4 separate regions of the Mus musculus genome follow, and all the other regions are linked to region 1. A link is a contact called in public HiChIP or PLAC-seq and promoter capture Hi-C data. All regions are on one chromosome and are shown on one strand. Each heading gives the region's core, a stretch centred on a gene start, on an enhancer-like site or on the middle of the called end of the contact. The rest is flanking DNA. Distances are from core to core; before and after follow the strand shown.

Evidence for each region. Promoter capture Hi-C pulls out the DNA fragments that hold promoters and counts their contacts. HiChIP or PLAC-seq counts read pairs in DNA pulled down with a chosen protein or histone mark.
Region 2: a contact with region 1 is called in an H3K4me3 HiChIP or PLAC-seq map of bone marrow-derived macrophages, with 5 times the contacts expected there. The contact joins the promoter of Smcr8 here to the promoter of Fam83g in region 1. A contact is called at or near these places in 3 of 39 promoter capture datasets (liver, second pharyngeal arch cranial neural crest and stem cell-derived epiblast-like cells) and 1 of 115 datasets of contacts at active chromatin or transcription factors (bone marrow-derived macrophages).
Region 3: a contact with region 1 is called in a promoter capture Hi-C map of pre-B cells, with 2.4 times the contacts expected there. The contact joins the promoter of Dhrs7b here to the promoter of Fam83g in region 1. A contact is called at or near these places in 4 of 39 promoter capture datasets (embryonic stem cells, frontonasal cranial neural crest, liver and 1 more).
Region 4: a contact with region 1 is called in a promoter capture Hi-C map of hematopoietic stem and progenitor cells, with 2.8 times the contacts expected there. The contact joins the promoter of Kcnj12 here to the promoter of Fam83g in region 1. A contact is called at or near these places in 2 of 39 promoter capture datasets (hematopoietic stem and progenitor cells and liver) and 1 of 115 datasets of contacts at active chromatin or transcription factors (forebrain).

Annotation. Positions count from the first base shown.
Region 1 is chr11:61,679,755-61,686,886 of GRCm38.p6, forward strand. Fam83g (family with sequence similarity 83, member G) reads left to right here and starts at 4,656. Exons shown (of 5, transcript NM_178618.3): 1 at 4,656-5,301. The coding sequence starts at 4,780. The region is part of intron 9 of Slc5a10 (solute carrier family 5 (sodium/glucose cotransporter), member 10); the gene reads right to left.
Region 2 is chr11:60,774,854-60,781,985 of GRCm38.p6, forward strand. Smcr8 (Smith-Magenis syndrome chromosome region, candidate 8 homolog (human)) reads left to right here and starts at 2,672. Exons shown (of 2, transcript NM_001085440.1): 1 at 2,672-5,528. The coding sequence starts at 3,175. It overlaps Top3a (topoisomerase (DNA) III alpha), which reads right to left and starts at 2,512. Exons shown (of 19, transcript NM_009410.3): 1 at 2,069-2,512. The coding sequence starts at 2,248.
Region 3 is chr11:60,828,165-60,835,296 of GRCm38.p6, forward strand. Dhrs7b (dehydrogenase/reductase (SDR family) member 7B) reads left to right here and starts at 2,467. Exons shown (of 7, transcript NM_145428.2): 1 at 2,467-2,567. The coding sequence starts at 2,548.
Region 4 is chr11:61,018,770-61,025,901 of GRCm38.p6, forward strand. Kcnj12 (potassium inwardly-rectifying channel, subfamily J, member 12) reads left to right here and starts at 3,795. Exons shown (of 2, transcript NM_001267593.1): 1 at 3,795-4,081.

The sequences.
Region 1 (7,132 bases), core at 3,406-5,905:
AGTTCCCTGTGCCTGATTCAGACTCCTCCCTCAGAGTTCTTCCTATGGATGCCTGGGCTGGACAGCAGCAGAGGCTGATAGATTCCCAGAGTGCCACCTCTAGGGCAGTTGGAGCCAGCAAGGGTTCTGGCTTCTGCAGCCAGGGGATTCTTGCAAACTTTACCAGGTCATCTGTCCATCCTGCAGGGGGCCATACCAGAGCTGGGAACCCCCTCCCCGTATCCTCCTTCCCTGTGGCCAGTGTCAAGTCCAGCTTGGTTCCTGGGGACAGGATGTCATCTCTTCACTGCTCCATCTACCTACCAGTCTGCCCAAAACTTGTTCTGAGCATCATCTTGGGAGGTTTCCCTGTAAGCTTTAATTTTTCTCAACCCTAATTTTAATAATGGTTCATAAACATTTTAACCTCCCCAACACCCACCAGAGGTAGTGGGAAAGAAAGGTTATTAGGATACAGGGGAAGTGGACCTGTTTAGAAATTGTTCTTTGGAGCAAATCCCATCTGCATTGCCAGGAAATCGGCAGTTCAGTTCCCTGGAGTCAGCAGTGGCAGCTCGATCCACTCGCAAACGCTATACAAATACACCAGCAGTCCAGATTGGTAGTGTCGGGACAGCAAACACCAATTAGCAGTGGCAGCACAACCTAGCAGAGACAGCCAGGCCTCAGCAGAATCAGCAGGAGACAGTGAGGAACCAGGACCACCAGGGATACCAGAAGTTCTTTACTGTGTCTCTCTCTCAATGAAGCGCAGATCAGCGAAGAATGGAGACCAAGAAGTGTTGCAAAGCTAGCTATGCGAGCAAGCCAAGGCCCTCGTCATTGTCCGTTGGGTCCTATTTATACTCCCTCCAAACACTGCGTATCTAACCTCCATGGGTTTTGCCTCAGCATGTAAGTCTGTCTTAGCAAATCCGTGAGTCTTTATCAGCTTACATTACTCTGCCAATCGGCCCGAGTCCTCAGAAGCAGCAAGAAGCGACCAGCACACCACTGGAAGTGTTTTGGTGTGTTTCTCTCTATGAAGTCCCAACAAACAATGACCAATAAGCAATAGTAAGGCATACCAATACCATCCAGTGTCATCCACTGTCTCTTGTGTACCTTCCCATCAGACATCATGTGTCCTTTCATATGTTTGCTTTAACAAAAACATCCTTTCACCTGTGTCCTCTTCACAAAAACACCCTTTCACATGTCTGCCCCAGCAAAACACCACCCAACACAACTGACTTTCCAAAGAAACCACAAGTTCCCACTTCGTTTCCCCATACTCCACAGAGGGTCACAAGGGTGGGATTGTGCCAAACCCTTGACTACCTTCATTCCTCAACAGCAGGCAGCACCCAAGCTCTTAGGGACATCTCTGAGCCTCTGCATCTGCTGTTCCCATTCCTTGGATCACCCTTCCCTCCTCATAAGCCTAAAGAATTTAAGCTCATTCCTCTGAACTCACAGATGTTTGGTTTCTCCAGGTCTAGTAGCAATATCAGCACCAATAACCATAAAACTTCTGTCAGCCTTGTTTCCCATCACACTAAGGCTATGAGGTCCCTGAGAGAATCCTGGGTTTCACACAGGCCTAGCATAGCCAACACATGGCAAATGCTGCCCAAGTGTGTTGACCAGCTAGCTGAATGACCCTCTCAAGGTAATCAAGATGCTCGCTACATTCCACCTAGTACAGCCTGGCCCATCTCGAGGAGCCTGCCCAGATGCTGTTTGGCTCGTAGGTTCTGGGAAAAGGCACATGGGTTCCACCAGGACACTGGTTTTCCCAGACCCTTGCTGTACAGTACTGAGTAATTCTTTAATGTCTTCAAGGCCGTTTCTTCCTGGATATGACAAAAACCTAACCTCAAAGATCAAACTTTCTGTAAACTCAGCTCAAAATGTATCACAGATTGGAATACTAACAACAGATCAAACTCTTGGGGCTAGATCAAAAGTTCTTTGACACTACACCAAAAACATGATGTGTGACAGGTAACACGGGTGAAGTGACACCCTTTGTTCAGTGCCATGAGAGGTGCTGCAGACTGGGAGAGACCATACTCCCCCCCCCCCCCCACACACACACCAAACAAAGACTCTGTATCTACAATACACAAAGAGTGCTAGAGGCTCAGGAAAGGAAGCCATCAAGAAACGAGCCAAGCTACAAACAGACCCTCAATGAAGAGGACATTCGGAAGGCAGGCAGACACCTGAGATGCTAGCTAGAGTCAGGCGAGAGAGAAAGGAGGGAACCTTAACTGAGAAAATGTCTCCATAAGATCAAGCTGTAGATAAGCCTGCAGGACATTTTTTAAAATAGTGATTGATGGGGGGGGGGGGCGCCCAGCCCATTGCGGGTGGGGCCACCCCTGGGCTGGTGGTCTTGGGTTCTCTAAGTGAGTAGACCGAGAAAGCCATGTGAAGTAAGCCAGTAAGTAGAACCCCCATGGCCTCTGCTTCAATTCCAGCTTCTGGGTTCTTGCCTTGAGTTCCTACCTTGCCTTTCCTAGAGGAGGGACTGTTACCTGGAAGTATAAGGAAAATAAACCCTTTCATTTTCAAGTTGCTATTGGCCATGGTGTTTCATCACAATAGAAACCCTAACAAGGACAACAAAAGCCATCAGGATTCATAGCACAATAAGACTACTGGAGCATAGAGTGCTTATTTACCATATGAAAGGCTAGGCCTCATCCCTCGAACTGCAAAATAAATAAGTAACCACAATAATATCCTATACAAATATGCAAATGGATAATGAGCATGTGTTGGCCACATGAAAGACATTCACATTGTTGGTGGGGCTAGAAGACAGCCCAGAATTCTAGACCGCACTCTGGAAATTTGCTAATGATGCTGCCATTTCCACGGGATTAGGAGATAGAAAATGGCTGTCAAGGTTGGGGTGGGGACCTGGCTGCTTAGTTCTAATAAGTAAGGGCTCTGCAGTGTCACAATCCTGCTAGCTTTGGTTGGCCTCCAGCCTGCAATTCTGTAATCCTGCCACGCATTCCAAGTCCTGGGATTAGAGGTGTGCATATCTTGATGGTAATGGTTGTTAAACCTATACATAATGACAAGGCTGTATACCCCACTCCCCAGCGCTCACGCGCACGCACACACACACACACACACACACACACACACACACACAAGATCTGATGCAGCTCTGTGGATGGCCCAAAGGATTTTCTGGCCAAGACAGTCATATCAGATGAAACTGGAGAAAATGAATAGCCTCTCCATTCACTCTTTACAGCTTCTTGTGACTTGAGTGGAGCAGATGAGCCTTCCAGCCAGAGGGCCAGGTTCCTTAATGAAGCCGGGAACTCCACAGTGGTAAGAACAAGAGAATAAACTGAGGGTCAGCACATCTTTGTTGAGGGTACAAGACTCACACTCATCACTGCCCCTCTCTGCTCCTTGGGAATGGGAGGTAAGGAGGTGACTCAGGTGCCCGAGGTGGGCAAGAGTGCCAAGCAAGAGCAGGTATGAACCACAGTGTTCACCCAGTGTAAGGCCTGATGAGGACTTTGAGGCTAGAGGTGAAGGGTTTGAGTCTGGGGATCAGTGGTGAGGACTCCAAGGATGCTAACTAGGCTTTGAAGCTTTGAAAGCAGTGAATGCAGGGCAAGGAGGCCTTACTGGAAAATGAACAGTGAGGACATGTCTGGAGGGTACAATGTTGCCATTAGCTTGTCCTCATTAGGTTAAGGCCAGGGTCCACTGGGACTCAAACCAGCTCTATCCTGACCCAGAGATGGTAAGTAGGCTAGAAAGACAGGGCAGTATTGGCCTGGTGTCCTGAAACAAGAAGCTTCAGGAAGGAGCCCTTTGCCAAACTGCACCTGACATCCTGCCCTCAGATAAGGACCTAATGGTCTCCATCACTGGGGAACAGCCAAGAGCTGCGTTTGAGCACAGCTTGGTTCTCTCTACCCTTTTCTGGCGCAGGGTTCAGGCATGTGAGGTGCACCAGGTTCTGCTAGGTGGGATCCCAGCAAGCAGTTGGGCTCAGGACTAATCTGTATCTGGTCTGTGCACATGGAGAGCAAGAGTGTGGAAGCAGTTGGAGCTGGAGCTGGGCCTCGGCCCACGACCCAACCTTCAGTCTACAACTGGACAGCTGAGCATCCCACCCGCAAGACAGAACCGGGCCAGAGATGGACCAGGATCGCCAGCGGGACTGGGGGGCAGAGGAAGACTTCCACGAGGCTTAGAGGCAGCAAATTGTCCAGCCTTGCGCCGTCTGAGGAGATGAATCAGCTTCCGGCTCCGCCCCCGGGGCCGCACGTGACCCCAGGTGAGGGTGGCAGGGTGGGCGGGACCGCCCTTAGTCACCGGCGGTCCAGCCCGGTGCCACCACCAACGCCTGTGGTTCCTCGGGTCGTCCGGTCTGCACGGCGCCACCTGCTTGGTAAGCAAGTCCCTCCTCCGGGTTTGCGAGCCTCACTTGGGCTGGCGTCCCGGCTCTTACTCCGGACTGGGGCGAGGGTCCCCGTCAGCCCCAGCTTATTCCCAGGATTCCGAGAACCTCAGGCGGATCCCAAGACAGAGGCAGAGGACAACCGCGGCCCTGGACGGCTCTGGCTAACCTCGCCACGCCTCGCTCCGCCCACACACTACCCGCCACGCCCCTTCCTTCGCCACGCCCCCGCCCGCCCTCTGACCCCGACCGCGGTCTTTTGCTGATTCCCTCAGGTGCGGTTCTCAGAGGCGCCGAGGCCCCGGAGCCTGAGAGCGCGGTGCCCGTCGGGCCGCGTTCCCACAGCGAGGGCCACCATGGCCTTCTCCCAGGTGCAGTGTCTGGACGACAACCACGTGAACTGGCGATCCAGCGAGTCGAAGCCCGAGTTCTTCTACAGCGAGGAGCAGAGGCTGGCCCTGGAGGCCCTGGTGGCCCGGGGTCGCGACGCCTTCTACGAGGTGCTGAAGCGCGAGAACATCCGCGACTTTCTTTCGGAGCTGGAGCTTTCGCGTATCGTGGAGGCCATCGAGGTGTACGACCCGGGCTCTGAGGACCCGCGGGTCTCGGGCCGCCGCCCCGAACCCCAGGACAACGGAGGCGCGGATGCCAGCGAGGAGACCAGTGCGGCGGGCGGGCCCCCAGCCACGGAGACGCTGCCCTCGCTGGAGTATTGGCCCCAGAAGTCGGACCGCTCCATCCCGCAGCTGGACCTGGGCTGGCCTGACACCATTGCCTACCGAGGTGTGACCCGGGCCAGCGTCTACATGCAGCCACCCATCGACGGGCAGCCGCACATCAAGGAAGTGGTGCGCAAGATGGTCAGCCAGGCGCAGAAGGTGAGGCGCCACGGCGAGACCCCCATTCACCCAGCACGCATGGGCACCGAGACAGCCCCTGGACCTCTGACTGGCCTCTCGGTTGCCTCCTCCGGTGATCAGAAGCTGAATGTCCACTCCCTCTAGCAGGTGGCACTGGGCTTCCAGGCTGAGTGGGCTTCTGTGCCCTCCTGGAGTGTTTCTGAGTTCCCCAAATGCAAACCATGAGCTGTGTGGGAGGAATGCGGCCTTTCTCTCACCCACTCTCCCTTATCTCGTCTCAGACCCAGGAGCAGATAGAAGCTTGCACACATACATGAGCTTGCTGGCAGGGGTCTCGGGAGAGACGTGGAGGCTGGTCTGGAGCCCTGAGGAAATCTGCCTGCTTCCTAGCTGTGCTGTGTGGCTGGTGGTGGTTCTCCAAGCTTTTCTCTGAGTGCTACAGTAGCAGCAGCTGTCCAGGCCAGAGCAGGTGGTACCTATTGAAGGTTTTCACCAGTGGAAGAGGTGAGGGTATTTACTTAGGTTGTGGTTTGCCATCAAGAGGCTCTTCAGGCCTTGTGTGGATTCCCTTAGCTGACAGCCGTTGACTGGGCTGCACAGTGCCCGGCTTTGGGTGACTGCTCCATACTGACACACACACATCTTGAGAAGCTGTGTACAATGCTTGTACAGACAGTCAAACCATAGCTGGGTGGCCATGAATGAGCAGAGGTGTGCCTGATTTGACAGGCAAGGTAGCCCAGCAAGTTGCGATATATCTAGAGCAGGTCTGTCTTCAGGTGGTAGTGAGAGTGTTCCTACCTGGGTCTGACCCCTTCACTGTCCGGGTCCAGAATGAGGCAGTCAGTGTACAAGGCCAGGTGTCTACCCTGGGGACTGATCTGGCTGACAGGGCCTGGGGAGCTCTTGGGCAGAGACCAAAAGTGGGTCAGTAGCTGAGGTGGCTCAGCTTTCCCCCAGAGTCGAGGCTCTGTCCATGGGGCCACTAACTGAGGGTTTCTAGTCTGTAGGTACACTTTGCATCTCTAGCCATTGTGATGGTAGGGTATTGGGTGGCAGGAAGGAGGAAGGACTGAATAATACTCTGGACACCTGAGAATAGTTGGGAGTCTGTTGCCCCTAAAAAGGGCCAGGGGTGACTCCCACTGTGGCAGAGCCCAGTCCCTTGAGAGGAGGGAGAAAGACTGAATGGGGCCCAACCTGCTGTGCCAGTGCTCTTACAGCAGGAAGGAGGCCACGTCCACTTTCCAGCTTGGCCTGGGAACAGCTACAGGCTCTAATCTTCTGCAGACAGAATGACATAGGGCCAGTCAATGATAAGGACAGATAGGGGTGCCTGGGGCCAAGTTGTACCCTTAGGGCTTCCTGTCTACATCATTGTGCCCACAGCTGTGATGTAGCCACTCCTTGCAGACCCATAGCTTCGTTTGCACCCAATTCCACTCCCCCAGGTTTGTTATTGATGGCACCTGTCTACAGTGACAGAAAGACATTGATCTTAGTGTGAGCCCCATCTGTGTGTGTGGCACCAGAGTGGGTGACTTCTGACTGCCTATCGTGTAGAGGCATTGCCCTCTGCTACCTACACCTGGCGCCTGTACCCCACAGCAGGGAGTCCCATAGGAACCTCAATTGACAGAGGGCATGTCCATTTACAGAGATCAAGAGTTTGTTTACACCCCCACCATGCTGTCTTGGGCCAAGCCCCTCCCCTGTGGACCTGTGTGAGTCCCTGTTCCCCGATCTTTGTCTTATGGCCCACACAGTACGTGGGAAGGCTGTAATAATAGCTTTGGTGGAGTATGAACACTTTATAATCTCAGGTAGTGTTATCTGCCTCTTTTTTTCA
Region 2 (7,132 bases), core at 1,422-3,921, 910 kb before region 1:
TCTGGAACTAGACAGTATAATGGTCATACAACCCATACTTTACCACACTTAAGCTTGTACGACATTTCTTCCAAATTGAAACATGAATCTCCCCAAAAGCCAAGTTCCTGGAACTGAGATCAAAGTTCCAAGAAATAAATATTTAAGGATTGCAGAAGGCAGCAGGCCCAACTCCAGATACCCAGTGGTGGCAGAGACAACAGACCTGGCAGTCAGACCAAACTGCTTATCTAAGGAAAACAGCTAACTTCCTCATTCTGCCCCAAACAAATCCCTCTCACCCACTCCCTATCCTTAGCTACAAAAATCCCAGCCTGAAGCAAGAAATGTGTATTCTCTTGGACCCTGATCATTGAGTGCTGAGGTCCTGTGCCCTGGTCATGTCATAGTCAGAACTACAAACACCACATTTCTGGCATTAAATATCAATTGCTTTAGCTGTTTGAGCTCATCTAGTTTCTCATCTTTTATTTCTTCCTACAAACTTAACTCTTACTTATCCTTACAGAACAACACAAATCTCAAAATATGGCTGACCAGGGGGCACGATTGAACTCCAAAGCGACTGACCGCCTTTCATTCTCTACCTCACCCCCATTGTCTCTATATAACCTGCCAGCTGGAGACAAGCTGTCTTCTAGGGTTGCCAGCCCTCTGAATAAAATACAGTTTTAAAGACTCAATTCCAATCTACTCAATGGTATGGACAAAGCAGCAACAATCTCTTTTATTCCAGCTTTGGCAGTCTCATTACTGTAGATGCCTTCTAAGTGTTGTGATGGTACAGGATTCAGAAGCCCTGGCTTGGTCTACATAGTGAGTTCCAGGACAAACAGGACTACACCACAGAGGAACCTGTCTCCAAAAACCAACCAACTAGCCATCGAGAGAAAGAGAGGGGGTGGGGGAGAGGGAGAAAAGAATCCCCGGCCAAGTGTGTGCGTGTATGGGGGGCAGGGGGCGCTCCTTAAAAAAAGACATTTAAGGGGCTGGAGAGATGACTCAATAGTTAAGAGCACTTGCTGCTCTTTCAGAGTACTTAGGTTCGATTCCCATATCTCACATAGTGGCTCACAACCAGATCTGATACCCTTTCTGGCCTCGGTGGGCATGTGTCTGATACACAGGCATACATGTAGGGAAAACACCCATAGACATTAAAAAATAAAAGAGAGAGAGATCTAAGCAGTAGTTAGGCTGAATGTCAGTCTGTAACCCCAGTACTTAGAAGACAGAGGCAAACAGATCTCCATTGTTCAAGGCCAGCCTGATCTACTTAGCAAGTTCCAGGACAGCCAGGGCTACATCGTGAGACCCCTGTCTCCAAAACAGAAAAGAAAAAATTATTACTCAAAGACATTTTTAAGAGGTGAAGTAGTTAGGGGCCAGCGCCCACCTAACCTTGGCTCCCCCTTCCGGGTATTTTAAAACTGGAGGCAGAGGTCTGGAGATCCAACTGTTTGCAAAGAAAAGGGAACAGCTCCTAGGAAGGGCCTCCAGCTGAATGATAACGCAACAGTCCTTGGGGTTTTACCCTTCTCACCTCCGTTTTGTCAGGAGACAATCCTATCTTTCGTGTATCTTAGAATCAGTCTATAGGAGTAGTAATTGACTTCTCTAGTTCCTAAACCTAAGTGTTACCCCTAGGGTGCCACCACCCTAGTCACAGGGTCTGCAGAAGGCAGGGACAGGATTCCATAAGTAAGGCTTGAACGCCAAGATAAAGGAGTTGGTTACCGCTTTCCAATACTACTGAACTTGTGATTGACCAAGGAAGAGTTTTAAAATACACGTGTTCTCACACTCCAGACCCAAAGAAGGGAGAGCAATGCTCCACTGGTATGTGAGCCGAGCAGACAGATCCGGCGAGCAAAGGTCTATCAAAAGCGTGAAAAGGTTTTACATTTACAAAAAGCCTGAAGGCTAGGGAGAAACCGAGAAGTGAGGGCGGCCGGGAGGGGCCTCTCGCAAAATAGGCGGAGTCGCTTTCGCCCGGGCTCCCGGTACCCAACGCGCTGTCGGACTTTGTGGGCGTTCCTCAGGGAAGCAGAACCCAAGTGCTTCTTACCCGCCTCATACGCCCGTTGGACAGCAAGTCGGCGATCCCCTTGGCAGCGTCGTTTTTCTCCGCCACGCAGAGAACTTTTCGCACTCCTCGGAAGGCCACTTCCATGGCAGCGCGGGACAGGGCACGGCCTCCAGGCCGTCGGTGCCACTGAAACGCTAAGAGGGTGACCGGGAAGATCATTCCCTAGGTCCTGCTCCAGCAGCAACTCCACGGGTGCCCGTGCATGCTGGAGAACCCAGAGGAAAAGCCACGAGGAACTGTGAGAGCCACCTTAATAAATGCAGTTTTTCCAGGCAACTGCCGCCTCGATCAGAAACCCACACGTCCGAGTCTCGCTTAAACTCGCGCTCACAGACAACTTCCGCCCACTGCGCCACTAAGCAGCCTTGAACTACAACTCCCAGAATGCCTCATGCCCTGTGCACGTTCCTCCAACACCGTTTCTCCTCCTCCCTTCCACCCCACTGTATTCTACTTTCCTTTTCTTTATGACAATGGGTAGTTAACGGGACTTGTCCTCTGGAAGATCTGATTGGCAGGGCCTCTTAAAAGGCGCCACTAACTTGGAAGTCTGTGTGGGCGTTTCCGGGTCACGCGACGCTGATGCTGGGGAGTCATGTGATACCAAGATGGCGGTGCCGCGGTAGCTTCCCTGGGACAGTACGGTCCTAGGAGCGGCGACAGTTTCTGCCCTTAGGTCGTGGGGAGACTCATTTGACTGATTCTGCGGTAGCCCGTGGCGAGGATTAATGACACGATCAGAGCTGGGACTGTTGATGTCGCCGGTAGGTTCCGGGGAGTGCTGGTGACCTAGCTTCAGGAACCTTGCGCCGGCCCGGGCAAACGCTGGAGAATGGCCAGCCTCCGTCATCTGGACCTGCAGCTTTGGAGTTCATGAGGCTTGCCCAGGGCATCACAGGTCCCAAACCTTGAGAGTCTGCGGCAATTCGAGTTCTTCGTTGTGTGACAGGGCAGTTTAGGATCCCCGGAAGTGCAAAGAAGGCCGCAAGAACTTCGTTTTCGCATCCAGAGGCCTGACTCTCCCTCCGACCAACCCTACATTATTTTCCATTTCCTCTCAATGTGCTTGCCATATTTCAGGAAATATGATCAGCGCCCCTGATGTGGTGGCCTTCACCAAGGAAGATGAATACGAGGAAGAACCTTACAATGAGCCCGCTTTGCCTGAGGAGTACTCAGTCCCTCTCTTTCCTTATGCCAGCCAGGGGGCAAACCCCTGGTCTAAACTGTCTGGGGCCAAGTTCTCCAGGGACTTCATCCTCATTTCCGAGTTCTCTGAGCAGGTGGGACCCCAGCCCTTGCTTACCATCCCCAATGACACCAAAGTTTTTGGCACTTTTGATCTTAATTACTTCTCTTTGCGGATTATGTCGGTGGATTACCAGGCTTCATTCGTAGGCCATCCTCCCGGTTCTGCCTACCCCAAGTTGAACTTTGTGGAAGACTCTAAAGTGGTACTGGGAGACTCTAAGGAAGGGGCCTTTGCATATGTGCACCACCTCACCTTGTACGACCTGGAGGCCAGGGGCTTTGTGAGGCCCTTTTGTATGGCTTATATCTCCGCAGACCAGCATAAAATCATGCAGCAGTTCCAAGAGCTCTCGGCCGAATTTTCCAAAGCATCTGAGTGCTTGAAGATGGGCAACAGGAAGGCATTCGCTGGGGAACTTGAAAAAAAGCTGAAAGACTTGGATTACACAAGGACAGTGCTACACACAGAAACCGAGATCCAGAAGAAAGCCAACGACAAGGGTTTTTATTCTTCTCAGGCGATTGAGAAAGCCAATGAACTGGCCAATGTGGAGAAGTCCATCATCGAACATCAAGATTTGCTGAGGCAGATCCGCTCATACCCTCGTCAGAAGACGAAGATCCCTGACTTGCAGCCTGGTGATACAGAGCATACCCAGGATCAGGCTGACCAGGTATCCACTACCTCTAATCCTGAGGAGTCCGCTAATGCAGACCTTTATACCTGCAGACCGGCTTACACCCCCAAACTCATCAAAGCAAAGTCCACCAAGTGTTTTGACAAGAAGTTGAAGACCTTGGAGGAACTCTGTGACACTGAGTATTTCACTCAGACCCTGGCCCAGCTTAGCCACATTGAACACATGTTCAGAGGAGACCTGTGCTACCTCCTGACCAGTCAGATTGACAGAGTGCTTCGAAAACAACAGCCCATAACGAATTTCCTCTTTGAAGATTTTGTAGAGGTGGATGACAGGATGGAAAAGCAAGAGAATGTACCCTCTCAGCCCAGTCAGGACAGGCTGCCTCCCAAGCCTGTAGAAGAATGCCCCATTCCTAAAGTGTTAATTAGCGTTGGCTCTTACAAGTCCAGTGTGGAGTCTGTATTGATCAAGATGGAGCAGGAACTTGGCGATGAAGAGTACACGGGGGTGGAGGCAACAGAGGCACGCAGTTTTGACCCCCAAGAGAACCTGGACTACCTGGATATGGATATGAAAGGGAGCATCAGTAGTGGGGAAAGCATTGAGGTGCTGGGCACCGAGAAGTCAGCCTCTGTGTTGTCGAAATCTGACAGCCAGGCCAGCCTCACCGTGCCATTGAGCCCCCATGTAGTCCGTAGCAAAGCGGTCAGCCACAGGACAATCAGCGAGGACAGCATTGAAGTCTTAAGTACCTGCCCTTCTGAGGCCCTCATTCCTGATGACTTTAAGGCCAGTTACCCAAGTGCCATTAATGAAGAAGAAGCCTATGCGGATAATGAGGGGGCCATCCATTTCCAGGCAAGTGCCGGCTCACCAGAACCGGATGAGACTCAGGAGGGCAACTTGGAAAATATCCCATCCCAAATAGACTCCAGCTGCTGTATTGGAAAGGAGAGTGAAGGTCACTTGGTGCCTCTCCCAACCCCAGCCTACACTCTTTCTGATGAGGACAGTGTGGTGAGCATTCCCCCACAGCGCTACATACAGAAGGACCAGGGGCTCCACGTGGACTTCGGAGTGGAAAACACTGACCCTTCTCCCCGAGACAACAGTTGTGAAATGTTCCCAGCTTATGAGCTGGATCCAAGCTGCCTTCTGGCTAGCCGAGATGTTAGTAAGATGAGCCTGGATAACTACTCGGATACCACTAGCTACATGGGCAGTGCGGCCTCTACCAGCTCAGACAGAATCCCCTCAGCACCTCCTGCTGGCCTATCCTCTGAGAGGCACAAAAAGAGAGCTGGCCAGAATGCCTTAAAATTCATCCGCCAGTACCCTTTTGCCCACCCAGCCATCTACTCCCTGCTCAGTGGGAGGACACTTGTGGTCCTGGGCGAAGATGAAACCATTGTCAGGAAGCTGGTGACTGCACTGTCCATCTTTGTTCCCAACTATGGCTGCTATGCCAAGCCGGTGAAGCACTGGATTTCTTCCCCTTTGCATATTATGGATTTCCAGAAGTGGAAGCTTATTGGCCTACAAAGGTAACTGGTTCCAGGAGGTGGGGAAGAGCCCTAAACATTACGAGATGAAGCAGGTTTAGGATCTGTGGACCCTAAAAAGGAAAGCCTGCTTCCTAGACAGTGGCTAACCCTACTCACTGTTCTTTCCTTTGGCAAATCACTCTTGATCCTGTTGCCTTCTCTTATCACGGGGCAGGGGATTCACAGTTGCTAAGAGATTGCCAATCCTGGCTCAGCCCCACTTCCATGTCAGAACTGTTTGGGAGAATTAATTTCCTTGTGAATGTAAGTGGTTCTATCGATAGAACCCAGGCCCTGAGCATGCTAGGCAGACACGCTACTTATATTTATATGCCCTGAATCGTGACTCCCCAGTCAGATTCTGATTCCATTTGTCTTGGGTAAACACAGCAGTCTTCGTTCAGTGAAGTCAGAGAATAGCTGGACTTGAAGATCTTACGTTCTGATTCCAGTCACAATGGTGTAAAGGATTGTGGCTGTCACTGTGGAAGATATAGAACTCCAATAACTTGTACTCTGCTGTTCTATTTGCTCTGAAAGTGAGGAGTCAAAGGACTTTGTCCTGCCCTTGTTTGAAATCCCTTCAGAGTTATGGTGCTCCCCCGTCAAGCCTCATTCACATAGATATCTAGGTAGGTTATTCCTGTGTTCCAAGAAAATAGGAAAATAAAGTTGACTTATTGAATAGACCTTTTTCAATGGTCATTGAATGGTTACTGCCCAGTGCCTGAATTACAAGCAGATTCCTGGTCTGTACAAGTGTGCACCCTCTTAAAATGAAGGAGACAGACAGGGCCACAGATTTCAGCGAGATGCCCTGGGAATGACAGTTGAGCCCACTGCACAGAATCTCAAGTGGTAAAGTGTCTGCTAGCATATGAGATACCATGTGAGTATCCTGCTGAGGGACGCAAATGCTAGGAATGTTCCTGCACAAGTGTCAGTGTTTATGCAATGCTTGTGCCCCAAAGAATGGCTTACTGGGGGTCAATGAGGTGCCAGAAGTGGCATGCCAATAGGTAGGTCACAGCTAATCCAGAGAAGCCCTAGGGAAGTGAGGTGAAACCACGACACAACAACACTGAGGTGAAAATCTTCAGAGGTGTGGTTGCAGAGGGAGCTGCAGGGGACTGGGTCACAGGTGCTGCCACCCTCACTGCAGTGGATTTGCTGGGTTCCTATCCTGTGCAAGGGACGCCCTGTGCTCACCTTATGCCGTATGGAGCTATAGAAGGGCCCCGATTGGGAGTGTGTTATTTTAGAACAGTACCTGGCCTTAGAATTGATTTGTTGTGAGGCCAGTCTAGGCTATATTAGCAAGACAGAAGCTTTATAAAAAAGTGATTGAGAGAGGTGCTTTTGTGTAGTGGCTCTCTTGTCCACAGAGCTGTGAGCAGTTTTTCACAGGGCTGTTTTTTTAAGCGGGGTTCATCTAGATCCTCCAGTCTTGGCTTCACTTGGAACTGCTCAAGTAAAGGTTTTAAAGAATCCCACCTTGAACCCCAGGCTTCACTGGCCCTTGGCTCCTTTCACTTGGTCCTTTCCAGGCCTTCTGCATGGAAAACAGGGTTAGAGTAGCCAATGGTGAGTCCGCCATCATTTTA
Region 3 (7,132 bases), core at 1,217-3,716, 850 kb before region 1:
ACCTGAGTCTCCTTTCTTTGTTGTTCCCAATGGCAGCTGCTGTTGAAGGACTCAGAAATAGATATATTGTTTAAGCTTATTGAGGAGAAGAGGTCCAAAGCCAGCAAGATAGTGAGGAAGAGGCACCTGAGGGAGAGGAGAGGCACCATCTAAAAGTTATCTATCGGGGGTGGGGAGGGTCTAGATGAATGGCTCAGTAGTTAAGAGCACTGGCTGCTCTTCCAGAGGACCCAGTTTAAATTCCCAGTACCCACAAGGCAGCTCACATTCACCTATAACTCCAGTATCAGTATATCTGATAACCTCTTCTAGAGATTCTGGGAACTTGGCACACAATTAGTACATAAACATATATGTAGGTGAGGCAGCCATACATATAAAGATTTTAAAAGAAAAAGGTTGACCTGGAGACAGCTCAGTGGTTAAGAGCAGTGGCTGTTCTTCCAGAGGTCTTGAGGTCAATTCCGAGCAACCACATGGTGGCTCACAACCATCTGTAATGGGGATCTGATGCCCTCTTCTGGTGTGTCTGAAGAGAAGGACAGTGTACTCACATACATAAAATAAATAAATCTTTTTTAAAAATTGTACAAAATTCTCAAAGGACTAATAAAAATATAAAAAATGTTAAAAAAGAAAAAAGTTCAGTTTCTTATTAAAAACATATGCTTTTCAATTTTCATTCTTGTGCTACGGATAAAACTGAGTGCATTGCATATGCTTACAAGTACTCTAACATTGTGCTATATATTCTAGCCCAAAGCTAGTGCTTTTTGACAGAAACCTGGACTTCTAAGTACCTTAAGAGTCTGAATCCTATTTCCATTTTCCATTTAAGCTGGCTTCCTTGGACAATACTTTGGCAGGATAATCTTATGCCTTTTTGCTATTGGCAGATGGATGTGGAAGTCTGTAAATTCCACTTGTCCTTCACTGACACCTAGAGGAACTCTTTGTTACTATTTGGTACAAATGGAAGTCCAGACTTCTAATAAGTCTCCATTGACACTGGGAGGGGAAAGAGTGTTTAGTTATTGCTCTCTGCATGGCCTCTTTTCACACGTGGGAAGTGGTCTTGTCAGTGAGGGATGGAATTCCGACTCAACTCTCTACTTGGCTTCAGCTTACACAGAGAAGGGTGTGTGTCTGTGTGACTCCTTACACTTAAGTGGGGGTGGAAAGAGGAGGCTAGAGAGAATGGAGGAGAGTATGCCCAAAGTACATTATAAACTTGCATGAAATATCTTTATGCAAGCTCCTCTCATCTACAATAAACAGTCAATAATGAACATACAATAAATTTGCTGAGCAATAGTGGCTCATGCCCTTAATCCCATCACTCAGAAGGCAGAGGCAGGCAGATCTCTGAGGCCAGCCTGGTCTACAGGGTAAATTCCAGGACAACTGGGACTACACAGAGAGACCCTGTCTTGAAAAACTAAGATAATAATTTTTTCTGCAAACTTTGTATCTTTTGAAATAAAATTTATTTCCAGCTATATGTATTACAAATTGTATTGCTTATACACTCTCTTGTGTTGTTGACGTTGTTGTTATAATTATTATCTTGAGACAAGGTCTCTCTCTGTAGTCCTGGGTGTCCTGAAACTCGCGATGTAGACCAGGCTAGTCTTGAACTCACAGCACTTGGAAGGCAGAGGCTGGCAGATCTCTGTGAGTTCGAGGTCAGCCTGGTGTAAAGAACGAGTTCCAAGACAGCCAAGGCTACATAAAGAAAGCACTGGTCTCAAAAACCCAAAAAGAGGCGGGGTGAGGGGGAGAAAGAAAGAAAGAAAAAGAATAAAGAAAGTTCCTAGACTTAGCACTATTAATAGTATTAATATTACATGTAATAGTGACATATATGTATGTATATATATGTATATATGTACACATATGTATTTATGTATATATGTATGTATGTATATAATGTATGTATGTAATATATATATATACATATATATATATATATATATATATATATATATATATATATAATAGTAATACTAGAATAGTACGTTCCTAGTTGTGTTAAATGTGGCTCCTTGTTGGAAGGAAAAGTGACTACTTATGTGTAGGTCTGTTTCTAACCTCCTTAAAAAACAAAAACAAAAACCGAGCCCCCTCTCCCCATCTTTGTAACAACATCACATCGCCGTTTATAATAATCTTGGCAACTGTAGCATTTATTTTTGCTTTTTGAAGCAGTGTCATGCAGCCTAGCCCAAAGGGGACCTTGTATTCCTGAGCTGCCTCCCTTCATTTCTCAAGTACTCGGATAACAGCCATATGCCATCAAACTCAGCTTTGCAGAGCAAGTTCAGTTTTTTCTGAAAACCGATGGAACCCAAACCACTACTTAGAATTTTCCTCCGGAAGATTTACGGTATAGGACTTAAGCAGACTGACGTCATTTAGACCGCAAAGGCTAAACTCTACCTCTGTTGGGCGCATCTTCAGAGCGCATGTGCTTCCCGAGTATTGTGATTGGACGGAACCAAGCTGCATTTCGTCAATTCCGAGGCGGGAGCATGAAGTTGATTGACCATGATCTCTCCGTCCTTTAGGTAAAGGCTAGGGATGTTGCAACCTCTTGGTGAGTGGAAATGAGGACGGTGTCCTGTCTAAAGCGGAGGCGCGGGGTACATCTGCTTTAAGTGACTGAGTGAGGCTGAGCACGTTCTGGGGAGGCTGTGGATCCTGATAGCTTCCGGTTCCCCGCGGCGCCCCACAGTGAAGGAAGCAGGGTTCAGGCACTCCGCCCCGGCACGCTCATCGCGGAGATCACCTGGTCTCTGTGTGTGCGTTTCAGGGTCTGGAGCCTAGAGCGCGCAAGGTCGCGTGTGCATAGCTACTGTGGCATGACCCCAGTGGCACTCCTGCCCGGGGATGGTTAGGAGATCTGGGTTTTCGGAAAGGGCGAGCAAGATTCTGACTTTGGAACATCCATGAGAACAGCTTTCTTAGATTAGACACTTCCAACCCTAACTGTGCCGGTTAGCAGGTGCAACTGTGGGTGGATGCCTTAAACATTCAGCGACCGTTTCTTCAGTTAAAACTTTAGAAATATGGCAGTAGTGAAGAGTAAATAAGTTTTTGCTTGCAAGGGCTTAGCTAGTGGCTACATGTACTCAACACATGGTACTCATACATTACTCTCAGTTCATTAGCCTTTAGTATAGTGATTTGAGAGTTAATACATACGCCTTTCCACACAAACACTTGCACTAGCTCTCAGGTGGGTATTTACTTTTGTTATTTTTCCTTTTTATGCGATATTTTATTAAATGTCTTTACAGGACAACAGCCAGCCTCCAGACACAGCTGCTAAGACCCTGTAGGCACTGACTGGGACATGTTAGTTGGCTCTGGCTTCCCACCTTTTTGTTCTGAGATGGTGGTGGTGGGCAGGATCTCATGTTTGGGATCCAGGATGCTCACATGGTCAAGCAGAGGGTTGAAGGGCTGACCTTAACACTTGGGTGCCAGGGCAGCATGATCTTTAGTGCCCAGCACATCCTGTCTGAGCAATACACAGTGCAGGCAATGTCAATACAGTAACTAAAAGAGTCTCCACTGTGCATATCCACAGCCTTCATTGGCCCTCTGTCCTTAGAGCTTCCCATAACCCACAGCCTTGGAAGCCCTTGGCCCCACTGTAGCTGTCTTTAGATACACCAGAAGAGGGCATCAGATCACATTACGGATGGTTGTGAGCCACCATGTGGTTGCTGGGAATTGAACTCAGGACCTTCGGAAGAGCAGTCAGTGCTCTTAACTAATGAGACATCTCTCCAGCCCCGTACTTACTACTTTTAGTGGAATTGCCTGTAAAGACTTTTCAGTCTTGTAACCCTGTAGGGGTAGTGGAAAGCTTTAGAGAAGTAGCAGGTGGCAAGGGACCCCTTAGTGATAAGGTTTGAATTAGGCATCAAGACCTACTTGTTTTAGAAGTGCAGGAAGGGAAACTAACTGGAGTACCCACCACTATCTGTCTATTGTAGATACCCACTTTCCTCATCACAGCAGAGTATGAAGTCAGTAGTAGTATCTCTACATTTCGGAAGAGTCCTGGAAGCTTAGCTGCAGCAAATTAATGAGGGGAGGCAGGCTTTTAGATACATTCCTCTATGCAAAAGCCATGCTCATCCAGGGAACCAAGATTGCCTTTGAGTTGGTCATTGTAAGAGAAATTATTGAAAGATTGTTACAAGTCCTGTGCACCCGCTTAGTATGGAGGCCCAGGTTCCTCCTCAAACCCTAGTGCCAGGCACTTGGGGGGGATGCTGGTAGTTGCAATTACTCCCCAGGCAGGAGGTCACAAGGTCAGGAGCTGGAGGCCAGACCCAGGTAGACTTACTTTTTTTTGGAAGATACAAAATGTCTATTCACTCTAGCTAGAGAGCAAGTTCATCCAAGTCTAGCTTGGTAAATGGGTGAGTTTATTAAGGTGACTGGGTGAGGAATTACATAGAAGAAACGTAATTCAAAGGCGTCTGCATCCCTGAAATGCCCGTCTCAGAATGGGAGCTACATTATTGGTTTCTGTTCACCTTGCAGGCAGCTCCACCACTGAACAGCCTTCTCTGTCAGCAATCATTTGCTCTCTGACCTCTCCTCAGCATGGTGTTTATTCATACAGCTGTCAGGACCGGCAGGCCTTGTTGAGTCTTGAAAGTTTTACGAACTTTCAGACTTAGAAATTTCTTATTTTATGAGCCGGGTGACCCTTCCTTGCTTGTTTAATTTTTCCTTTCCAACATTAAGAGTTCGTTTGGGATCATTTATTTTTATTCTAGTACATGGATTAGCAGGTTAAGTAGACTTTTCCTTATAGAGAACAGACTGTGAGAAACTACTTGCTATAGTGGAAAGAATCTTTGCTCAGTTTTTTGTTTTTTTTTGTTTTTTTTTTGTTTTTTTTCCCTGAGGGGGCTGGAGAGATGGCTCAGTGATTAAGGACACTGACTGCTCCTCCAGAGGACCCAGGTTCAAATTTTAGCACATAAATTTTGGCAGCACATAAGGATACCCCTAAGATCTCACACTCTCACATAGATATACATGTAGGCAAAATAAATGCACATAAAATAACGGTGAAAAGAAAAATTCTTTTCTGAGTTACATATTGATTAGGGATTTGGTAAGAATAGCAAAATAAAGTTACTATGTTCTAGTAACACATGTGTTACTAAGAGGAAAATGTACCAGCCTGGTCTACAAAGTGAGTTCCAGGACAGCCTGGGCTACACAGAGAAACCCTGTCTCGAAAAAACAAAACAAACAAAAAAAAAAAAAAAGAGGAAAATGTAGCTTAGTCCTATTTTCTTTTTCCCTCCCTGTTTCACAGTGTCATTATGGAGTCTAGGCTGGCATCAAACTCATCCCTCAGCTTTAGCCTTCACAGTGCTGGAACTGCAGGTGTGCACTGCTGTGACTGACAACTTTTGTTTTGTTTTTTTCCCAAGATAGGGTTTCTGTAGACCAGGCTGGTCTTGAACTCAGAGATCTCTGCCTCCCGTTTGTTGGGATTAAAGGCATGCACTGCTACCACCCAGCCGACAAGTTTTATTCTAATAGACCAAAAAAAAAAAAAAAAAAAAAAATTGAAGATGAGAAAAACGAAACAATGTGTCTAAATGAGAATAGCTAAGAGGGAAGCACAGCGGAGTTAGAGGAGTGTGTGGAAGAATGGAGGAGAGGCTCCACAGCGTGGGATGCTGGAGGGACACAGTGAAGGAACACGGCATAGAGCCTTTTTTTTTTTTTTAAAGATTTACTTATTTTATGTATATGAGTACTCTGTAGGTATCTTCAGACACACCAGAAGAGGGCATCAGATCACATTGCAGATGGTCGTGAGCCACCATGTGGTTGCTAGGAATTGAACTCAGGACCTCTGGAAGAGCAGTCAGTGCTCTTAACCACTGAGCCATCTCTCCAGCCCCCACAGCATATATCTTAAAGGTGCAAGTCTTGTCTTATCTGGGTGTCTTTGGCTAAGGACTGGGAGATCTTGTAGCTCTTAAATCCCAGGCTTGGAACTCTCCTGCCTTAAAGGACCTGATGGTGTTTACAGAAGAGTACAAGCTGGGTAAGTGAGTATGTGGTTGATTGTTCTCGCCTTTATAAGCTGGTCTGTTTCAGAGTCTTTTGGAAAATACAGTATACAGCCATATGCAGCTTAGCGGCGGTTGAATACAATGCTGTCATTGCGTAAACATTTGACTGTGTATTTGCACAAACCAGGATTGCTACAATGTCAGAAGACTGTAATCTTATGGGCCATCATCATTATGTATGCGGTTCATCATAGGCCAGAATGGCTGCTCCTAGTTATATTGTAAAGATGTGTTTCAAAGCTATAGTTACACAGGAGTTTGGGAAAGGAAGTTTGTGGTGTAATATACCCATTAGAGGACTATAACCTAAGCTCTAGTCTACTGGTGCATGGTTGTGGCTTGGGCATAATGATTTGAGGGTTGACAGGAGTGATGTTGACTTCAGTGCAGTGGCTTGGACAGTCCCAGTTGTTGTTGTTACTGTTGCTGTTGTTGTTACTGTTGCTGTTGTTGTTACTGTTGTTGTTGTTGTTACTGTTGCTGTTGTTGTTACTGTTGCTGTTGTTAGCCATTTTACCACAAAAGAGGCCAGCCTAAAATGACTAACTACATGAAGGGCTTTGAGTTGAGAGTAAGCTGAAACTCTGTCCAGGATAACCTCATTTAATTTAACTTGGAATGCGGTTGCTGCTTTTCTCTCTCTCTCTCTGTCTCTGATTTATTTATTTCATATATGTGAGTACACTGTTGCTGTCTTTAGACACACCAGAAGACAGAAGAGGGCATCAGATCCCCTTACAGATGGTTATAAGCCACCATCTGTGAGTCTTGGAACTCACTCTGTAGACCAGGCTGGCCTTGAACTCAGAATCTGCCTGCCTCTGCCTCCCAAGTGCTAGGATCAAAGGCTTGAGCCACCACTGCCCGGCCGGCCCACAGCAACTCTTATAAAAGGAAGTATTTAATTGGGGCTGGCTTACAGTGTTAGAGATCTAGTTCATTATCATCATGGCAGGGAGTAGTATGGTGGCAGCAGCAAGAGAGAGACTCTGGGCTTAGAATGGGCTTTT
Region 4 (7,132 bases), core at 2,545-5,044, 660 kb before region 1:
CACAAATGCTTATCCTGATGCCCATGGGCACCGTTCTTTCTGACTCCTTAGATGGGGTATTGATCAGGGGCAGGATGAGCACTGGAGTAGGAGGCTAGGCTTGTTTCCCAGATGGTCACGCGCACACACACACACACACACAGTCCCATGACCATGCAGATGATTTAAATGTGTCCATGAGCACTGAGCTGAACAGAAGAACTGTTCCTGGGAGGAATTCTCCACCGTCCTCATCACGCTTGTTCTGGAGACGAACCCTCATGCCCATGGTGCCTGCCCTGGTCTGCACACAAGGACCTGTCTCTGGTCTCATGGAATTGGTGTGACAATCAGGGAGGTGACCAAGATGCCAGACTCCTGGGGGGAAAGGCAAAGCAAGAAAGGGGAGGTAGGGATGGCCTAGGAGTGGTCTTTCCCTGGGGTATCCTGAGATGTCCTGAAGGAAAAGCTGTGGGGGAAGCAACACTCCTGCCTGGACAGGGTTGGGCTGGTGGCAGCCAGTATTCCTGGAAGGGAGAATGGAACAAGTGGAGGGCAGAGGCTAGGCCAACATCTAGGCGAGGCAGAAGAAATCCTATCCTTGGAGAAGGTGTTCTTAAGGAGCGTCAGGTGCTGCCAGGCCAACAAAGACACTGAGGAAGGACCTCTTGGTTTCCATAGGAATTGGTTGTCAGAAAGGTGGCCAGCTGCTGGGCAGAGAGGCCGTCGCTTCAGACTGCTTCTCAGGAGACAGCATCCCGAAGCCTTCAGGCATTTCTCTGGATGGCTTTGCTGTTCTTGCTGTCCTTATGTCAAGGAAGGGTTTCCAAATAAGCTGATGGCTTCCTCTGGCTGCCCCAGCCTGAGACTCTAAGGGCACACAGGCACAGGCGTTCGGCTGAGAGGATGGACAGGGTCCCAGTTATAGCCTTGTCCAGGAGGATTCTCTCAGATTGAGGGACAGCCACACAGGCCCCTGGGGATGTATGCATGCATGCACAGGACAACTTATCTCTGTGCCGTGCAAGGCAGGAATTGCTTTTCTGTCCTTGTGGCCACCCATGCTTTGCAGAGAAGGATGTGGGACTTCAGTGAGAAGTGTGTCCTTGGGTCCTATGCTGGGAGCAGTTGTGTTGAGGCTGGGCACATTCTAGAAAATTCCCTCCCTCAGCTCTGGAGGGAGGCAGGATGTCTTTTCCTGAGATAGGGATGGTATGACCCACCCTGTCCACACCTGGAGCCCTGCTTAGAGAGAGTCTCCTGTATGGCTGTCCTCTGACCTCTGTCACTGTATCTTGAGCATGGGTTTGCTCTCCATAGGAAGGTTATGACCATGAGCCTGGTAGAAGACTCACGATGTCCCAAAAAGAGATGAGATTTTGGTTAAGAAATGAAGCTGGTCCCTGCTTGTAAGCTGGAGGGTGGGATGGGAAGTCTAGAGTGCAGAGCTCTTGAGTGCTTATGGGAGTTGGGGTGGTTTCTCTGGTGGGTCTTTTTTGTTAGGTGACCTTGGACAAGATGCTGGTTCTATCTGTGAAATGTGGCTGATGAAAGGGTAGGGGGAAAAACCCTACCCTGGCTTTACGCAGGCCTCTGAGATCCTTGCTCAGAAAAGCAGCCGAGTGTGGCTGTATATGCGGATGTATGCTCCACCCTTGAACTCATTATAGGATCAGCCTAAGATCCTAGACCTAGTGGAGCCCTGTAATGTTTTGTCCGTTTTCTTGTCTACCAGCATGCTGTGAGCTCTTTAGGATGTCTGGTGGAGGCCCCCGAATGCAACCTGAATTTGCTCTCCCAGAGAGGGTAGAGACTGTGGGGGGGGGATTTTTTCCTTACTCCTGCCTTTGGCTTCTGTGTTCTGGACACCAGGGCTGGGTAGAGTGGACCAGGGACATCTGAGCCATTTTTCTCCTTGTTCATTCAGGAGAAGGTAGACATCAGGACATCATGTGCCTGTCCAAGGCAGGCCTGGGGGCCTGGGGACCTGGGAATAGAGTCCCTGGGGTTACCCGTTTTCTCTCTATTGCAGCCCCTAACAGTGACTAGACAGGAAGGCATGGCCATCTGAAGGACACACTTGGTTCTGAGACACCTCTCCCTACCACTGTGAAACTAGATAAGCAACTATTCCTTGATGAGCCTCAATGTCTTTATCTGTAAAGTGGGTCCATAGATCATATGGCCTCCCAGAGGATCGTAATGGCAGCAGAGTAACTCTAGCTAAGTCCTTGGCACAGAGGCCAGCACAGATTGCTTGAACACCCAAGACCCACCAGCCGTTTGACTCAGCCCCTTCCTCAGCTAAGAACTGTACATGCGCTCATCTCTTTTAACCCTCACCCCAGTGCCATAACTCAGGGAACCTCATGATGTCCATGTGATCACAGGGAATCCAGAGACCCAGTGCTGTTGTACCTGGCGCTCAGGGTTGCTCAGTTGAGTTAGGGTAAGCATAACCCAAAGTGGGAGAGTTTTCTGGGGACTCTGGGGTCTGGATGAGGAGTCGGCTCCTGGAGGTGGGATGGTGGGTTTTGCAGAGCGCTGAAGAAGCTTCCAGAGCCTGGGCATCTGGGTGGCCAGAAAGCTGCGCTTCTTGGCTAGGATCCTGCATCGAGTGTCTCTGCTATTCAAATGCATAATTATATTTCACATTACAGAGAGGCTGGAGACCAGGGGGCTGGGGAGTTTTGTGAAGCTTGTGTTCTGCCTGCAGACCAGCCTTCTTGACCTGGTTCTTCAGTGTTAGGGTTGAGCTGGGGGTCAGCTCTATGATAAAATGGGATTTCCCTGAGGCCAGCTAGGCTGATCTGTCTGCTAGGCTGAAAGGTCCAGGCTCTGCAGGAGGCGAGGCCCAGACAATAGGCTCCAGGAGACTGGGAGAGGAGAGTACCAGGGGTGCCTTCCAGACAAGAGTGGGCAAGGGGAGGGGAGTCACATGGAATCAAATCAGCAGAAAGGCCAGAAGGAGGAGCACAGAAAAAGCAAGAGATGAAAGCTAAATACAACACATGATGGGAAGAAGCGATATGGTGTTTAAAGAGGATGGGGTGTGCCTGTAACCCTGTGCTTTGGTGTGTAAGGGGAAAGAACGCGTGAGCTCAGAAGCGAGCCTGTGTGGATGTGTTGACTGATCCCACCCCGTATGTGCATATGTGACTATGACTGCACCTGTGCACCTTAGCCACCGCGCTCCTCATCACATGCATCTCGTGCAGGTGTCGCCTGAGCTTGCTATCCTGCTGTGTGCAGCCCGTCCAGATTCCCTTGCCTGCCTGTAGTCTGAGTATTTATTATATGCTCGCCATGCACCTGTGTGTGCGCGTGTCCCCAGGAAGATGTGTGTGTATGGGTGTGTGTGTGCCACGCGCGTGCGCGCGTATGTGTTCGCGCGCGCGCGCTCCAGTGCGCAAGTGGCTGGTGCGTGTGGGGGGCAGCTGGGGCCAAGAGGGGCCACCGGGCCAGGCCAGGGCGGTGGTGGGCGGGATCAGCGGCGCCGCGGCGCAGGGCGGGCGTGCTTTTGGCGGAGAGTTGGAGGAGTTACCGAGAAGGGCTACTGTGGCAGCGGGGCGCGGAGCTGGGTGCGCGCAGAGCTTCTGCCTCCCGCCGCCTCCTCGCCCTCCATTCCTCGTTCCCCGTCTTCCCCCGGCCACGCCGCGACTGCGCTGCCACCGCCTCCCTGAGAACGGTCGCCGGGGGAGGGTGCCCTGTACGATCGAAGCCCGTTGGGAGGTGCAGGACACCCACACCCGGCTCAGGGGAGCGCGCCCGGCCCTGCCCGGGATCAGATAACTGCGGCGGGGGAGGGGGTGGGTCGGCGCTTCTTGTCGCGGGACTGAGCGACAGAAGCCAGCGGCGAGCCCGGAGCGAGCGCCGAGTGGCTGGGGGCGCCGTCTGGGCGTGCGCCCCCGACCTATGGCTGGCTGGTGGCACCCAGCGCCCGGGAGCGACGCGCCCCTCGGCGTGGAGCGCTCCCAGGGGCTGCGCTGAGGCGGCGGCGGCAACGGTGGCAATGCAGCCAGCGCAGCGGCGGCCGGGACCGGGAACGGCCGCGCGGAGCTTGGAGGACGCGGGACGCGCCGCGCCCCGGCCACTGACCGAGGTAAGAGCGCGGCCGCGGGCGCACGGCCCACCCGCTCGGCCCCAGTTCCCCGCAGACAGCTTCCCGCCCCGGGTGAACGAGGGGTGGTGCAGCAACAGGGAAGGTGAGGCAGAAGAGCTCCCTCCGTTCCTTTTTCTCCTTTCCCGTGGTGAACCACCAGATGAAATGCTGACAGAGAGCTTTTCTTCCCCTGCCATGTTTCGGGCTACAGCCACCAGGGAACTTTGCTCCGGGCTAACGTCTTTCCAGGGGTGTATATATGTGTTGCGGGGGCGGGAGGGGCGGCTCTCGGAAACTTTGAGGAGCTCTTGATTCCCCTCGGCCGGCTGGATTGAGGGGGCTCGTAAAGCAGCGGGCGGAGCCACTTTTGCGCGCGGCATAGGTCCTAGGCGTGACCTTACCCGAGAGACCTGTGATCAAGATGGGGTACAGAGTGAGTGCACAGGTTTGGCTAGCGACCTGAGAATGCTCCCGGCTAAGACCTGGGATCTTTGGAGACATTTCTTTCCCGTCGCCTGTGCTGTAATGGAGTCAAAATAGTCTGGAGGTGGTTCTTAACCATCCATCTAGCCTGCAAGTCCAGGGCACCTTTTGCTTCTTAAATTTGGTCTTGAGAAACCCCAAAAGGGGCTCAGTGCAGAGTCTCTCCTAGACGCACAAGTCTATTCTGGTGTCCTGTGGGGGAACTGCACCCTTTGGAAGAGGCAGCTGGGGTGGCGAGCCTATGAAGAGCTTTGGGGGAGAGCGGGAGAGCTGAGGCCCTAGACACCCAACACCCGGACACCCGTACCTGCCTTAATTTGTGCACATGTCCTATGACTACCTTAGAGCTCACAAGAAATTGTCCTTTGGTGAAGGCCTCCAGTTCTAGGAGGTTCTGCCGCCCTACTGATAGACCTGGTGGGATTGGGGCTGCCCCTCTGGCCATTCCCAGAGTGTGATACTGTCTTTGGTCCTTTCTAGTTTCTTCCTTACTACCTGTACCCAAGCCCAAAGCTGGCAGTAATGATCTAGGGACTTCCTGGCCTTGGCATCCACCTCCTGAGCACTGGTTAGAGGCTTCAGCTCTCTGGATTGCCTAGGTGCCCACATGCTCACAGAAATCAGCTGCCGCCTCCTCCAAGGTGGAAACCCACAAGGCTTAGGCTCCCAGCCTTTACACACTCTTTGAGAGATAAGCAAAAGCCCGCCCTGGCTGCTGTCCCACCTGACTAGACTCACTCCAGCCTGGCACTGCACCAGGTGCCTGATTTGGGACCCCTTTACCAAAATCTGCCCATGAACAGGAGAGGGCCAGGGAGGGGAGGCGGATCTGAGTACCAGGCTTCTCCTTGAATATTCCTTCCTCTGCATCCCTTTAGGGTCTGTAGGGGAACCCCAAAGAGACTTCTCAGTTCTTCTGAAATCATCAGTTGTGTTCAAGGGGTCCCTCCAATTGGTCAGGAGACACAAGGGTCTTTGTCATAGCAGGTGACCCTGGATAGGCTGAGCCACTCGTGAGAATAAATGCATGGCTGTGGGCATATGGCCCACCAGACCAGCCTCAGCATTGTGGGAACGGGGATGGGGGGTGGGGGAGGCTCAGACATCCTTAGGGACAAGGTAGGTAGAGCTGGTGCTGCTGGACCATCTTCTCCATTGAGATACTGCTATATGCGGACAGAAAGTGCCTTGTAAATACAGTGTTCACACAGGACTGACATTTGTGTACTTCAAGCCCTAATTGTTCCCATCTGTCTTGGGTTGGGTGGGCACAATGGCGTGATGGATTTGTCCTCTATCACTGAGCTCTCTAGGCAAGGTCCCCTGTAGATGTGTGTCTAGTGGAGGGAGGTTTAGGAGGCTGTGCTGTGTTGGGAGAGGTATCCGCGGCAGGTGCTTCCAGAGCCATGCAACATGTTAGGTCAAAACAGAAGGTTTGCCTCATTTTCCCCGAATCAGAAGGCTTTTTATGCAGACTCCTGTGTTTCTCTCTGCTCTGCCCTAGGCAGGACTGGGCAGTACTGAGTGGCTCTCTAGCAGTGAACTAACATGGCAGCAATAACAGTAACAACACTGGCCACAGTGGCACCTCTAGGCTCTGCGACACTGGGGCTAGTACAGCCGGCAGACAGTTTCCTCTGGCTCAGCCAGGCCTCCGGTGCCTGGAGCCATAGTTGGTATGACCAGTCATGGCACCCAAAGGCTTTGGCACAAAGCTATTGTGGAAGTGACTGCGTCATCAGTCTCAGCCATCTCTGTGGTCCTTGCCAGCCCCCGGGCAGGGTCTGCTAGTATACTGTGAGCTTTGCTCAATAGTCGGTCTCAATTCCCTGATCCTAACTCCTGCTCTGGGCAAGACCCTTCCTGCAACAGATGCAGCTGGGCCTGGTGGCTGGGCTGTGTCCAGGGCTGTGCTGTGAGTGAAACATGGGCACAGTTACCCCTCCCTGTGGACTGTCATTGGAGTCCTGCCAGGGACTGACACTGACGAGAGGCAGACAAGGGGGCAGCTCATGGGCAGCAGGAGGGGGAAGCTAAGCCTACGTCTCCGGAGGGTTGCTGGGGAGCAGAGGGTAAGGGGGCAGACAGCAGGGAAAAACGGTAGATAAAGCAAGAACGAAGAGAGCTGTCTGGGACTGGGTTCAGGCATGGCTGCTGATGCTTCAGAGGAGCTGTGGTGACAAAGGGGCTTTTCCAGAGGTACTGGCCCCAGGAAGGAGTTGAGGGCCCAGAGCTGGGCCAGCTAATTTAATTTGTTAATGGCCTGCCAGTGCAGAGGCTCGTATTCTCTCCACTATATGGATGGGAACAGAGGCCAGGAGGTGTTGGAGCTTCTGTGGTAGCCTGTGTGCTTCTGACCCAGAGCCTAGGGCCCTCCCAGGGACAGGCTGCACCTTTCCGTTGCTCACAGACACATTTACTGAGGGCAGTTATCTACCCTCGGGGAAGTTTCCACTAAGCCCTAGGGCCTGCCTGCCTCCCTATCTCCCAGGAAGTTACTTCTTTGGGACCTGATGAAGCCTGGCATGAGGTTAGTGTTCCATAAATGTTCCCTGCGGCTTCAGTGGC